Regions from separate parts of the Mus musculus genome. Here region 2 is linked to region 1. Evidence: chromatin contacts called from public Hi-C data. All regions are on one chromosome and are shown on one strand. Each heading gives the region's core, a stretch centred on a gene start, on an enhancer-like site or on the middle of the called end of the contact. The rest is flanking DNA. Distances are from core to core; before and after follow the strand shown.

Region 1 (6,905 bases), core at 2,272-4,771:
AGAACATTTATTGGCTTCATCTTGTTTAGGTCTTATGCAGGCAGCCACAGCTGCTGAGTCCATTTGAGCCCAGAGCCTGTCACGTCCAGAAGATACTGGTTTCCTCCAGTCCTGAATAGTCATGTACATGTGTGTGTGCACATGTGCGTGCGTGCGTGTGAGTGCATGCGTGTGTGTGTGTGTGTGTGTGTGTGCTGCGTGTGTGATACAGATGTCCCCATTTGTGACTGAGCACTCCACAATCACTAATTCTGCACACTTTGAATAGATGTGGGTTTCTGCATTAGCCACTGTCCACTGAACAGAGAAACGATGTCGGATAATGTCTGAGACCTGCACTGTCTCCAGATGGAAACTTGGATATAGAGAGCAGTTAGCTCCTATGTCCATTCAACAGAATAATAGGAATGGGTTCAACCCTGTGGTCTGTGATTTGTAGCTTCTAATATGAAGTTAACAGATGGCAATATTGGATACTGAGCCATTAAATGGCTTAGCAAAATATGCATATTAAACTAAGCATTAATGTCAAACAGATAAAATTTCTTTGCAGCAAATGTGATTTTTTTTCATGATTTTTTTTACAATAAGTCTAATGAAGACATTGTTTCATCTCAAGTAGATAGCTATAGGTTAGCACTGGGAGTGTATGCCTTGCACTGCAAACTTTGTCAAGAAGTCATGGGTAGGGAGCTCACTCAAATGATGATGGTGATCATCGTAACAAACATAATCTCAGAATGAGCTCAAACTATGTACCAGGTAAGGATGACTTCATCTCCTGACATCTGACCCCTTCTCTGGTCATTTCTATTATCATCTCAGACATAAAATATGTTCCAGGGAGGCGGAGAAATTCCTCAACCCCTGTATGCAGCACCAAATAGCCCAACTCAGCCTTTAAACGTGTTTGTGCCGTTCTGCCCCAGAGCTCTCCAGTCTTGGACACATGAGAATCTTCTCAGGAGCTATAGCATGCTCCACATTCAGTTAGAATTGGGTCAGTTGTTTTAATTGTTCCTGTCTGAAAGAACTGCAGGGATGGAAATGGAGAGAAGGAAAAGAAGGTCCAACAACAGGCCCAAAGTGGGATCCAGCTCAAGGGGAGGTCCCAAGGCCTGACACTATTACTGAGGCTATGGAGTGCTCACAAAAAGGGACCTATCAGGACTGCCCTCTGAAAGGCCCAACAAGCATCTGAACGAATCAGATGCAAATATTTGCACCCAATCAATGGACAGAAGCTGCTGACCCCTGTGATTGAATTTGAAAAAAGCTGAGGAAGAGGGCAACCCTGTAAGAGGACCAGCAGTCTCGATTGACCTGGACCCCCTAGATCTCTCAAATACTGGACCACCAACTAAGCTGCATACATCAGCTGATATGAGGACCCCAACACATAAACAGCAGAGGACTGCCGGGTCTGGGTTCAGTCAGAAAAGATGCACCTAATCCTCAAGAGACTGAGGCCCTAGGGAGTTTAGAGGTCTGGTAGGGTGGAGGTTGGAGGGTGTGGACATCCTTGTAGAGACAGGGGGGTGGGGAGTAGGTATGGGATGTGGAACAGTCGGAGGGTGGACCGGGAGGGGAATAAAATCTATACTGAAAAAAACAAAAGGACTAAATAAAAAAGGAAGCAGAAATAAAAGAACCTTTTCAATTAGCTTCACAGCATCGCTATTTTACTGAGGAGTTAATGTGCGTGTGGGGGTGTGGAGGAATCGACATCTGCCATACGTCAGTGTTTGTCAGAGGTGGGGTGTGCATACATGGGGTTTGGTATATTGTTCATTCTGTTTTTTGAAATGTTTCAAATTTTCATAATAATAATGTCCCTTTTTTTTTTCTGTCTCATTTTAACTCACGACTCCAGTGTATAATGACTCCAACTCAGTTCCTAGGGGCTCCAACCAGTAACAACTACGAAACGACAGGGAACAAATGCTTATAAATGCTTACTCTTGTAGGACGAATGCTGACCCAGTAACAGGGCTTGAATGGCCTGTTCCTTATAGGCTCAAACATTTGAACACTTGGTCCGGAGCTGGTGGAAGTCTGGGGGAGGTTTAGGAGGTGTGGACTTACTGGAGAAAGTGTGCCACTGGGGTTGAGTTTTGAGAGTGGATAGCTTTGCTTTCTAGTTCTTTCTCTCTCTGCTTTGTGCTTTGGATTAAAGCAAGGGATCTTTCAGCTTCTTTCTGCTGCCACGCACACCTGCTACCACACCCACCTGCTACCACGCCTACCCGATGCCATGCCTACCTGCTACCATGCCTCTCCACCATCATGGACTCACCCCCCTGGAATCGTGAGTTCAAACACACTTTAGATTCCAGAATCCTAGTGTTTCATTGCAGCAGCAGAAAATTAGCTAATGTGCCTTTGAAGACCTTTAAAGATTCTCTGGTTAGATTAGATGGAGTCGTTATGTACCAAGAACTAAGCTTTACATAGCAGAGATGTTCAGGGAGCAGTAGTGTACAGGAGTCTGCTGTGGAGGGTGAGGGTCAGTTACATTTTCTGAAAGCGTCAGAAACTATTTAATAGTTAAATGGCCTTTAAAATAAATTTGCAAAACTTAACTATCCTTTAAGCTTCAGCCTTTAAATCCTGCGTTTCTCTTGAACACTCTTTCTGTTGTTAATAAAAACATCAAGTTTCCTATCTTTACTGTAACCTTGGTTTCTACAATTCACCTCTACACAGCGGATCTCATGTCATTATCTTACCAGATCTTTGTCATGAAGAACTATTTTATTTATTTTTGCATCCTTCAAACCCTTCTGAAAATGACTTGGGCATTCTAAGGATCCAATAAGAGTGTACTGTATTAAATAAAATAGATTATACTTAATGCCACTCTCCTAAACAATCTTGTCCCAGCTCTTGAAATGTAAATGTTCACTTGCTGCTTAATTGGGAATCAATGTTAATTTAGAAATGTTAATTTAGAGTACTGATCAGAAAAACAAAAAGGTTGGAAAGAGACCGGAGACCCCCTTTTTTTATTCCATCAAAAATGGACACTACTCTTTTCAAAGAGAGCTATAAATAAACACCCCCAAACCACTCCCTGAAAGAGGCACTTGGTCTGGCCAAGTGCAGCCTTGAATGTTAATTCTGTTCTATTGAAAGCACCTGGGCTTCAAAGACTTCTCCAGCATGGCTGGCACAAGAGCAGTTTTATCTTCCGCTCCGGCCTTGGAATGACCCAATTCTGTCACTTTAGTGGAACAAATAGTTAGAAGGAAGTTAGTTGACAGAGATAAAAAGCACATGTGGTGGTGGTGTTGGGGACAGAAAATCTCAAGAAAAACTTTAGTAGGGCATTTCCTTGGGACCGTGTTAGTTTGCAATGAGGTAGCAGCTATTGCTTTGAACTGGGTAAATTCAGGCCATTCCTTCTGCTTGGTTTTAACGTTCAATGTGGCTCAGAATCATGCCTGAAGGCCCATGCCACCGAGGAGGTAAATGTGTCCAGTAATCAAGAATGGAGCTGGCACCCGGTGAGGAGGCTCTGTCTGCCTCTAGACTGACGTAATCCTTATTTTTAGGAGCATTACAGCTAGTGTCCTGAAGCAAGCCAATTAGACATCAACACTACTATAAAAGTGAGCAGAAATTAATGGGAATTTTTTTCTGTTACCAATAACAAGTCTTTCCCCCACCCCCAACACATACCTCCTAAATGAAGATCAAATCATTATGCTTATCTTGGGGTGCAATGTAAATTTCTTTCTTCTGTTTTACCACAAAAAGTCTCATTTGCCAATACCAGAACATTTGTATTTGCATAAAAGTATCACAATACACTGCAACAGACTTTTAAAAAGTGCTCTGCCAGCTTTCTGCTCACCAGCATCCCTGCCAAGAACAATTAGTAACACCAAATAACATATTACTAAGTATCTATTGGAAAGCACCAGCAAGCTCCCAGAACATCTGGACAAAGGAGGTCACTGTCGTGAGCCCCATATTCCTTCAGATTGACCTCTTATGACACTGGCCAGTTAATGAGCAGCACTGGGAAGCAGAAAACAGAAGAGACTGGAAGGAAACAAAAATGAACGTGGAATCTATTGAGGTCTAACCTCGGTACCCCAGCATAGCTGTAGCCATTTTGTTCCATGCCTGCGTAGCTATTTCATATTGTTGCTATAATATGCCTGCCAGTCACTGACACAGAAGAATAACTTGACTCAGAGCAGGGTCATCCTGATCACATAATCTGTTATTTTCTGTGTGTTTTGTATGAGGGTCATTAATCTTAAGAAACTCCACAAAGCCTTTTGTAGGACCCATCAAGTTAAAGGTCAATATAAACTGCTATGCCCAAAATGGCTTGAGTCAGAGCTGAGCACTGGGCAGCACTTCCTTCACCTGTGTACGAGTTCACTGTGACTTTTGTGAATTTTATTTTTCTTTATAAGCTGACGGAGAAAGATACTCATTGTCATAGCTCAGATTCTGAGTTATGCCCCCGATCCAACCAGTATTAGGGTGTGCATTCAATAAACCATCCCTATCTGACTGAAATTGGTGTTAATATGGTTTATGAAGTGACTCATGGACCGCAACAGAATTCATCAAAGAAGACAGGTTCTGGCTTTCTATTGGGACTGTGAACATGTGAGGAGCAGGAGAGATGAGAGATGGACAGGTCCATCCTGGGACTGCAGGGCAGAGCAGCTTTGAAACAGCCCAGCCCAAGTTCAAACAAAGGCCATCTGTATGTATCACTGCCTGCTAGAAAGAAAGAGGCCATTGGGATTCTTCAATTTTACTGGAAACTTAAAGCACAGCGGGAAGTAAGGTGAAATGACTGAAGAATGAGAGACCAGATCACAAAGTAACACAGAGAGGGGTAGCTCTGGGAAGTCCCCGGATCTACAGTTCAAATTATCCATGGCTCATACAGTCAAGAAATTACACGATGGAAAATTTCAGCAGGCTAAAAGCCTGAGGTAAAATATGGAAAGGAAATTCTGAAACCGAGAAGTTTAGTTAGGGTTTCATTGCTGCAAAGAGACACCATAACCAAGGCAACTCTTATAAAGAAAAACATTTAATAGGGGCTGGCTTGCAGTGTCAGAGGTTCAGTTCATTACTGTAATGATGGGAAGCATGGCAGCATCCAGGCAGACATAGTGATGGAGAAGGAGCCGAGAGTCTTGATCGGAAGGCAACCAGGAGAGACTGTTTCTTCTGCAATGGGTGGGACTTGAGGACTAGGAGCCCTCAAAGCCTACCCCACAGTGATGCATTTCCTCCAACGAGGTCACAACTATTCTAAAAAGGACACACCTCTGAATAGTGTTCCTCCCTGTGGGCCAAGCATTCAAACCCATGAGTCTATGGGGGCCTATTCAAATCACTACAGTAGCTGAAATTATGAAATAAATATATAGACCCTCTAAGTATGTACTTGTGTGGGGTCCCGGGGTCACCTGAGACTTCACTGTTCTCTTCCTTTTGTGTTGACATGGCATATTAGCTGGGGTTCTCTAGAGGAACAGAACCGTAGACTGTGTGTACACATCATGAAAGGATATTTATTAGAATGGCTCAGAAAGTAGGGGGTGAGCAGCCGCACGCGGGAAAGACAGGGAACCAAGTAGCTTTGCAATTCACCAAATATTTTAGTGGTCCCAGGCCAGGGCTGAGAGCCTGGATGATTCCTGGGGATTTGCTAATTTTCAGTCCACACTGAAATGCCAAAAGGAGGAAAGATGGGAGCAGCACCGGTGGCCCCAGCATAAACTCTCATCAGGTGAGAAGTGAGGGCGGGCAGGCGGGCAGGCGGGCGGGCGGGCGGGCGGGCGGGCGGGCGGGCGGGCAGGCAATGCCCAGGCCACCTACCTGGGAGAAAATGCTTCTCTGAGTTAATTCTTTGTGGACATGCTCTCAAAGCCTCATTCTCTTAGTCAATTTCAGATCCTGCTGGGGATTTTCATGACGTAGGTGGTTCATGCACCAAGAAAAACTAACAGGCAAATGCATTTTCCGAAAAAGATGCTTATTTATTTATCATCCATTGATGGTTTCACATAGTCTGTAGTGCATTTTGGTCATTTTTACCCCATTACCTACTGCCTCTCATCCTCCCTCTACTTCTGCTGAGCCCTCTCATCTCCCCAAATCCTCTCCTGTTTTCATGTCTTTGCTTTGTTGTCAATTCACAGAACTGCACTAGGGTTGCTTGTGCGAGCAGGGTAGCAGGTTATTCCTGGAGCAGGGGCAGATTAACAATGACTACACCACCGAAGAAAATTGCTTTGATCCTGCCCAGCAACAATGGATTGCCAATAGCTCCTGGGACTGGTTTGAAAGAAAATGCCCCCATAGGCTAACAGGTTTGACTCTATTAGGAAGAGTGGCCTTTCTGGCGTAGGTGTGGCTTTGTTGGAGGAATTTTGTCACTAGGGGCTGGCTTTTGAAGTCTCAGACGCTCTTACTTTCTTTTCTTTCTTTCTTTCTTTCTTTCTTTCTCTCTCTCTCTCTCTCTTTTTGTGATACTATCCTGTGGAATTAGAAATCTTTTTTTTTATTGGATATTTTCTTTATTTACATTTCAAATGTTATCCCCTTTCCTGGTTTTCCTCCTTCTCTGAAACACCCTATCACGTCCTCCCTCCCCCTGCTTCTATGAGGGTGTTCCTCCACCCACCCACCCACTCCCACCTCCCTGCTCTCAATTCCCCTACACTGGGGCATCTATCAAGCCTTCATAGGACCAAGGACCTCTCCTCCCATTGATGCATGACAAGGCCATCCTCTGCTACAGATGCAGCTGGAGCCATGTATACTCCTTTGCTGATGGTTTAGTCCCTGGAAGTTCTGGGGGGTCTGGTTGGTTGATATTGTTGTTCTTCCTATGGGGTTGCAAACCCCTTCGATTCCTTCAG
Region 2 (6,905 bases), core at 1,559-4,058, 88 kb before region 1:
TAAGGGGGCTCCATTGGCTCTGTAGTTTGAAGATGCAGGTGTGTGCTTTTAGTTGTGGCTTTTAGTTGGTGGGGTGGGGCTGAGGGGTAGAAATGAGGATGCAGTGTGAGACGAACAACCTATTAAGCCAACACCCCAAGTCAGCTGGAGGCAGTTTCTTCTCAGCCTCCAGGATCCTAGAATAAACTGTCAGTTAAGCTCATGTGAAATTCTGGCCCATGTGACGTGGGTGGTATGTTTGTATTGTTTTTGAGCTTCTCGCTGTGCAGTGACTTTTAGAGTAGCAATGGAAAATGAACATAGGTGATGTCATTTCACCGTAGCAATGGAATATGAACGTAGATGATGTCATTTCAGAGTAGCAATGGAAAATGAATATAGATGATGTCATTTCAGAGTAGCAATGGAAAATGAATGTAGATGATGTTATTTTACGTTTCAAGATGGCGGCCACAGGCTCCTTAGTTCAATGACACATTTCTGGTGGAATGGGGTTGTACCACTCAGTTGCAGAGGGGCAACATGATCCCTCAGATATTAAACCCCACTCAATTCTGTGATTCCATTTCAACATCATTAATTTTGCTGGGAAAGGATGTGGTTTGAAGATATAGTATACATTATATTGGTAAACTGTCCTGTGCTATTGAAGCTTGTTGACATCATGACTTTGAGATGGTGGAAGGCTCTCTTGTCCCAGACTCCATCAAGTTTATTTCTAGTGTCTGGATGGGCTGCCCCCTACCTCTGGAACATGAAGAAAGAACACTAAAATTTCCCCTGAGTAAAAGCATGGTGTCCTTAAGAATAACTGAAAGAGAATATTCCCAACCGAGGTTAGTACCATTTATCCCATAATATAAAAATGCCTACAGTGGGTAAGAGAAGCAGGAGGCTCCGCTAATCCGTGACAAGGATGGAGAGGACCCTCTGCCCAGGGCTCTGTCCTCAGAGCGGCACTCCAGCGCCTGCAGTCAGTTTCTGCTGGATAACTGAAAGTGCCTGGTTGATGACATCACCTTTCTAGTGTCATATTTTTCCTTGGAAGCCTTACCCAAGTGGGCACCGCTGCATCTGGGACTCTGGACTGGGAACTACAGTTCTGCCTTCCCCAGGGTATCTTCTGGGTTTTTATGTGTTCCTTGGCTCTACTAGACACTCTTTCATTTGCTCTCTCAATAGGGTTAGTCCAGCAGTCTGGACGGGATATTTTGAGCACCTTGTTTGGTGACAGTTTGCTATCTGTCTGCCATTTCTCTCTGCGATTTGATGTTTATTTATTTATTTATTTACTTTGGCTTACTATATAATTAATCAGCCTACTCATTCAAAATTGAAAGCACTGCTGTCCAAGGTGCTCTCCAGACTCTACAGAATAGGTGGGGTAGACAATAGAACAGAAGAGGAACACACACTAGCAATTTCTGGTGCTGTTTCTGTAATTCAAGTGCTTGCTTCTATCTTTTCCAGTTTACCTGCTCTATAATGATAGGTCCATCTTGTAGGATAGCGTTCACAGAGAGAACACGGTAGAGGCTACAGACCTAAGAGAAGGATGGACGTCAAATTGTCATAGGTCTAGGTCAGCTACCTACAGATATTGAACTGCAGAAGGAAAGTGTGTCCTCCAGGCTGAGCCCAAACCAAGCCAGCAGGGAGCCGATGAGCTGATGCCAAGCAGAGGAGAAGGCTGGAAAGAGTCTGTTGTAGCAGACCCAGGCACAGAGTCAAATACTGGGGATTGTTCTGTGCTGTGGTGGACCTGCTGGGAGTATTAAAATTTATGCAAAATACTAAATACAATGTGAAGGTACCCATTACTGAAGATCAAATTTTTATCCTAATATAGTTTTGTACACAAACAACAAGCTTAAATTTCCATTGAGCTTTTTTTCCTGCTCAGTGTCTTTCCATCCTAAGCTTTCATTTAAAAAAATCCTTTGTATCCGCTCAGCCTTGCCGGCTGTGGTTTCCAGCGGGCGCAATGCAAAGACTTAATAAATAACCATTATGGAACTAATTGTTTCGTTCAGCATGCATGAGAAATTCATCAATTCGAATTTAATTTGAGGAGTGTAATGAATTCAAGAGCTCATTCCCAGCACCGTTGTGTAGATAAGATTAAAAAGTGATAGTCTATAAATGTGATGTTTTAAGGGTATATTGTACTGTTGGTTAGAAAATGTCCCCGAAACAACTTGACCCTGATAAGAAATTTCCAGAGATTGCTTTTTTTTTTTTTTTTAAAAAGGTCATACTTGCAGAAGAAATTTAGAAACGGGGTCTTTGCTCTAAGATTAGTACATGGGGGTGGGGGGAGTGATGGCAGTAGGTATTTGACCAGGGGCTCAGAAACCCCAGCGGTGTTTGCAATTCCATTCAGAGGTCTTATCTTCAATCACAGGCTGCTTAGTTCTCATGAGTTGTATTTGTAAAGCTCGTGGCTCATCTACTCAGCAAGATGGATGATAAGATTATTTTTGCCTTCTTGGCTATGTGATGCTGGACTCTGATCCAATGAAGTACTCTGCTATGGCAAAATGCCTTCCCTTTGCCAATGCAGAAGGAAAAAAAAATCCTATTAAATGGCAAGTTATAAAAATCTCGGAATGGCTCCCAGCTGAAATACTGTTTGTATTCTCCTAGATAGAGTCTCCCTTTGAAGTCATTGCTATTTCAAAGGAGATTGTAGGCACTTAAAAAAAAAATCTAGGTCATTCCTCACAAATTCCAGAAAGGAAACTGTGATAGACAAAGGCCCGAGGACCCATCTGGAGCTGTGTGGGAACTGATGAGGTTGTAAATAAAACCAGCGGGGAGTCTGGTGCAGCCTTGCAAGCACTCTGACCTCAGAGCCAAGAGGACCACGCGCTCAGAGCTGGGCGTGCAGAAATACAGCTGAGCAGGTGATGTCCCTGTGAGTCCCTAATGAGAATGCCAATTGTACTCATGTAACAATGGGGATCTGGTGGGTGATGAGGGACGGACCGACAATTGACCATTCTTAGCATTCTTTTTTTGTTTTTTTGTTTTTTGTTTTTTTTTTAAGACTGACTAGTTTTTAGGACAAAAGATTGTTGATAATACACCGGTTGGTAAATTATTTAAGTGGCAGGAAGTGCCTAGCTTTCTGATATTGTACATGCATATGTGCACCAAATTGGAGGCTGTGTGTATGTGTGTTCAATCGTGTACTCGTGTGTGTAAAGTGCACCTGCACATGTGTACATGCCTGTATGTGTAGAACCCAGAGGGTAACATTGGCTGTGTTCCTGGTTTGTCCTTCATGTTACTTTTTTGGGCACGCACTCTCACTGACCCTGGGGCTCACAAATTCCTCTAAACAGTCTGCCCAGCAGGTTTCAAGGACCCTCCTGATCTCTGCGATCTCTGCGCGTGCTGGGATTGCAGGTGAGGGCTGAGAGCTGGGGTTAAAAGTCTGCTAGGGATCTGAGCTCAGGTTCTGGCACAGTCTTTACTTAGGTATGTTTTCATCCGTTCTTCTTTGGTCCTTTTACTTTCCTCTGCTCTTTCTATTTCTTGTTTCTTTTCTTTTTTTGTGACAGGGACTCATGTAGCCCAGGCTGGCCTTGAACTTAATACATAGCTGAAAATGTAGAACTTCCCCTCCTCCTGCCTCCATCTCCCAGGTGCTCAGATTGCAGGCAAGGATTATGTATATATCTGGTTTATGTGCGACTGGGGAAAATGTGCAGCCAGCACTCTGCCAAGTGCTGCATCACAAGCCTCCACTCTTTCATATATTTTAAGAACTTTATAGTAAGTATGATGGTGGTGAGCACAGGATATCAGGTAGAAATATAGAGAGACGCTGGGGCTGTGTCTAGTTTTTACCTTTACTGTGACGATTTGAGTGGCAGGAAGTGCTTAGCTTTTTGTGTGGCCTTGAAAGAACCGCTTCACCCTCCGTGTCTCTGTTTGTTGGTAGAAGCAGTTTATGGGAAAACAGAAGCAAAATGCTATCACACTCTAATTAACAATGGATTTTTAATGTTATAGGGCCACACACTTCAAAGGAGATACTATACCAAAAAAAAAAAAAAAAAAAGTCTCGAGTGTTGTATTGTTGACTTTTGTTGCCTGGTGCTTTAGTGCTTTTTGGTGATTGTGGAAGAGTGTGATGAACTCATTCCTACTACTTAAACGTGTCTTTCTATTGGCCAGAGAAATGGTTGTCCGTATGCACCTCTAGATGATAATCCAGCCAGCTACAACAAATGGTCTAGAGATGGCATTTCTTCAGTCTGTGCAGGGAGAATTCTGATGAGATGGGCCATAGGTTTACTTGGTCCCACATGCTTCTTAGAGAAGAACCAGATACCATTAGCAAAAGAAAGAAGGGATACAGGTGTTCAAAGTCAGGAGACACCACACAAAACCCTTGATAGCTAACAGATGTGCAAGGTGAACCCTCCTGCTCCAGATGGGAAAGGGCTTCTGGTCCAGTGCTCATATCTCGGCATCTTTTGTCACAGGGCAGTTTTGTTTCTTGACATACTTCCCCATGGCTCCTGTCACCTTAGTTACATGGCCTTCCTCCTGCCTCACAGATCTCTTCTCCTCATTCTTTTTTGTTGACTCTTCTGTTTCAATGTGGAGTGTTTTCTGCCCTGAGTTTTTATCTTTTCCTTATGAACCTGCTGAAATGAGTGATCCAGGCAGTCTTAATCCCCACATTACAAAGTAATAGTAACAGCTATGGTTACTATTACCATGGTAATAGGAACAGCAAACAATCTAATGTTAGGACCAAGTTCTATTCTTAGTATGGAATGAGTTAACATGTCACAGCTACATGACATGGGCAGGGATATCCCTATGGATAGATGAAGGAGCCCAACTACTTGTCTGAAGTCACATAGGATGAGAGGAGCTGGATTCAAGGACACATAATCTGGTTTTCATGACCATGAAAGATGCTGCAGACAATGCCAGGAACACTTCTACATTTTTTGCCCCTTTCAACCAACACTGGCTGACTCCCATCTTATGGTATCTGCAGCTCTGAACCTTAGGGTACATATGCCTACTGTACTGGCTAGTTTTGTGTCAACTTGACACAGCTGGAGTTATCACAGAGAAAGGAGCTTCAGTTGAGGAAATGCCTTCATGAGATCCAACTGTAAGGCATTTTCTCAATTAGTGGGGGAAAGGCCCCTTGTGGGTGGGACCATCTCTGGGCTGGTAGTCTTGGTTCTATAAGAGAGCAGGCTGAGCAAGCCAGGGGAAGCAAGCCAGTAAAGAACATCCCTCCATGGCTTCTGCATCAGCTCCTGCTTCCTGACCTGCTTGAGTTCCAGTCCTGACTTCCTTGGTGATAAACAGCAGTATGGAAGTGTAAGCTGAATAAACCCTTTCCTCCCCAACTTGCTTCTTGGTCATGATGTTTGTGCAGGAATAGAAACCCTGACTAAGACACCTACCCTGTCTGAATGTACAGCAGGCTAGCAAGAGGTCAGCTCTGACCTTAGGAAGTCAGTCATGCCGCTGGGTGTAGGCAGCAGGTGCCTAAAAGATGGTGCTGGTCTCCGGTACACCTGTCACCGTAAACAATATCCCTGCGCAGGCGCTAGCCCGAATCTGGCGCCAACCCCTCCCGAGCGGGTGCATGCAAATTAAGGTGCCGGCAGACTGACCAATCCCAGGAGGACACAAAGCTTTTCCCTGTGCTGGGGTGTATATAAGGAGTCCTCCCTGGATACCCGGGGTTCCCGTAGCATCGAGGCGTTCCTGCAATAAAGCTGTTGAGAAGAATCCGACCGTGTTGTGTTTTCCTTGCCAGACGAGGTGGGCACAACAGTTGGGTTCATTCTGCACACAGCACCTTCTTTCTGTTTTCCCTGGTCATTATCTACTTTGGTAACAGGCATAACCATACACCATCATGTAGACGGCTCCTTTGTCTAAATCACTTCCCCCATTCTCTACCAATGTTGTCCATACTTTCCAAGTAACCCACAGGCTTCAGAGTTCTCGTCTCAGGGTCATTTCCTGTGAGAAGTCAAGCTAGAATGAATAGAAGTTGTGGGGGTCCCCATGCCGTTATCTCCTAACAGAGTCTCTGCTTCATGTATTTAACTCTCTAATGCCATCTGAATCTAAACATTTGAAAACAAAACAAAACAAAACAAAACACCTCAGACTTAACAGAAAACGCGTGGATTTCCTTTGTACACTGTCCAAAGTCCTCACTGGTTTGGAGTCACAGTGCTTCTTACATGCTCTGGAGCCTTCTTTGGCCACTCCCACTCTTTCTCTAGGCTGTAGACATATCAGCATCATTCGGGTCCCAAGGCACTCCTTCTATATCCCAAATACTTTGTGTTTTCTTCAAATCAAGGGGGAGTGTTGAACTTGGGAAGTGACTTTTCTATGACTATTGGGGTAATTATATATTTTATCCTTTGTACAGAAATGGAATGTGTTAAAATAATTGATTTGAATATATCTAGTCACCCTTTGACCCCAAACATGAATTACAATTGATCACAATGTGTAAATCTTTTTCATTATTCCCAAATGTAATTTACTAGCATTTTGTTTTTGAGGTTTTTTTTTTTTCACATATATGTTCACTAAGTTTATTGATTTATATAATGTCTTTCTGGTAATGTTTTGGTAGAGATGCGATGATGAACCCAAACACTGAGTTCAGAAGATTTCTGTAATGTGTTTGAAGAGTTTAAGAAGGACTGATGGTAGCTCATCCAATGTTTGTTAAGACTCCTGGGATCTTAACTGTACACATTTACTGTGGCTTTAGTGTCCTTAATTGGTACTGGTCTGTGGAAGTCCGCTGTTTGCTCTTTGTTTGGTCTTGATGGGTTGTGTGTTTCCAGGGTTTTGTCCTTTCCTTTAGGGTGTTCAGCGTGATGGTGGATAGT

Evidence for each region. A called contact is a pair of places that touch in the nucleus more often than the background predicts.
Region 2: a Hi-C map of cerebellum shows a contact between it and region 1, with 1.9 times the contacts expected there. The contact joins two enhancer-like sites. A contact is called at or near these places in 6 of 484 Hi-C or Micro-C datasets (the C2C12 cell line, brain, cerebellar granule neurons and 3 more) and 2 of 115 datasets of contacts at active chromatin or transcription factors (the SCID.adh cell line and astrocytes).

Annotation. Positions count from the first base shown.
Region 1 is chr10:25,020,292-25,027,196 of GRCm38.p6, reverse strand. The region is part of intron 2 of Gm47715 (a long non-coding RNA gene); the gene reads right to left. Among named protein-coding and RNA genes, the nearest start is that of Gm47715, 24 kb to the right of the region's middle. Within about 2 kb of position 3,521, at least 52 of the 459 cell types and tissues checked have an H3K27ac peak or open chromatin away from gene starts, as enhancers often do. A contact at or near this core is called in cerebellar granule neurons and cerebellum, where this site is marked.
Region 2 is chr10:25,107,749-25,114,653 of GRCm38.p6, reverse strand. The region is part of intron 1 of Gm51762 (a long non-coding RNA gene); the gene reads right to left. Among named protein-coding and RNA genes, the nearest start is that of Gm51762, 24 kb to the right of the region's middle. Within about 2 kb of position 2,808, at least 54 of the 459 cell types and tissues checked have an H3K27ac peak or open chromatin away from gene starts, as enhancers often do. A contact at or near this core is called in cerebellar granule neurons and cerebellum, where this site is marked.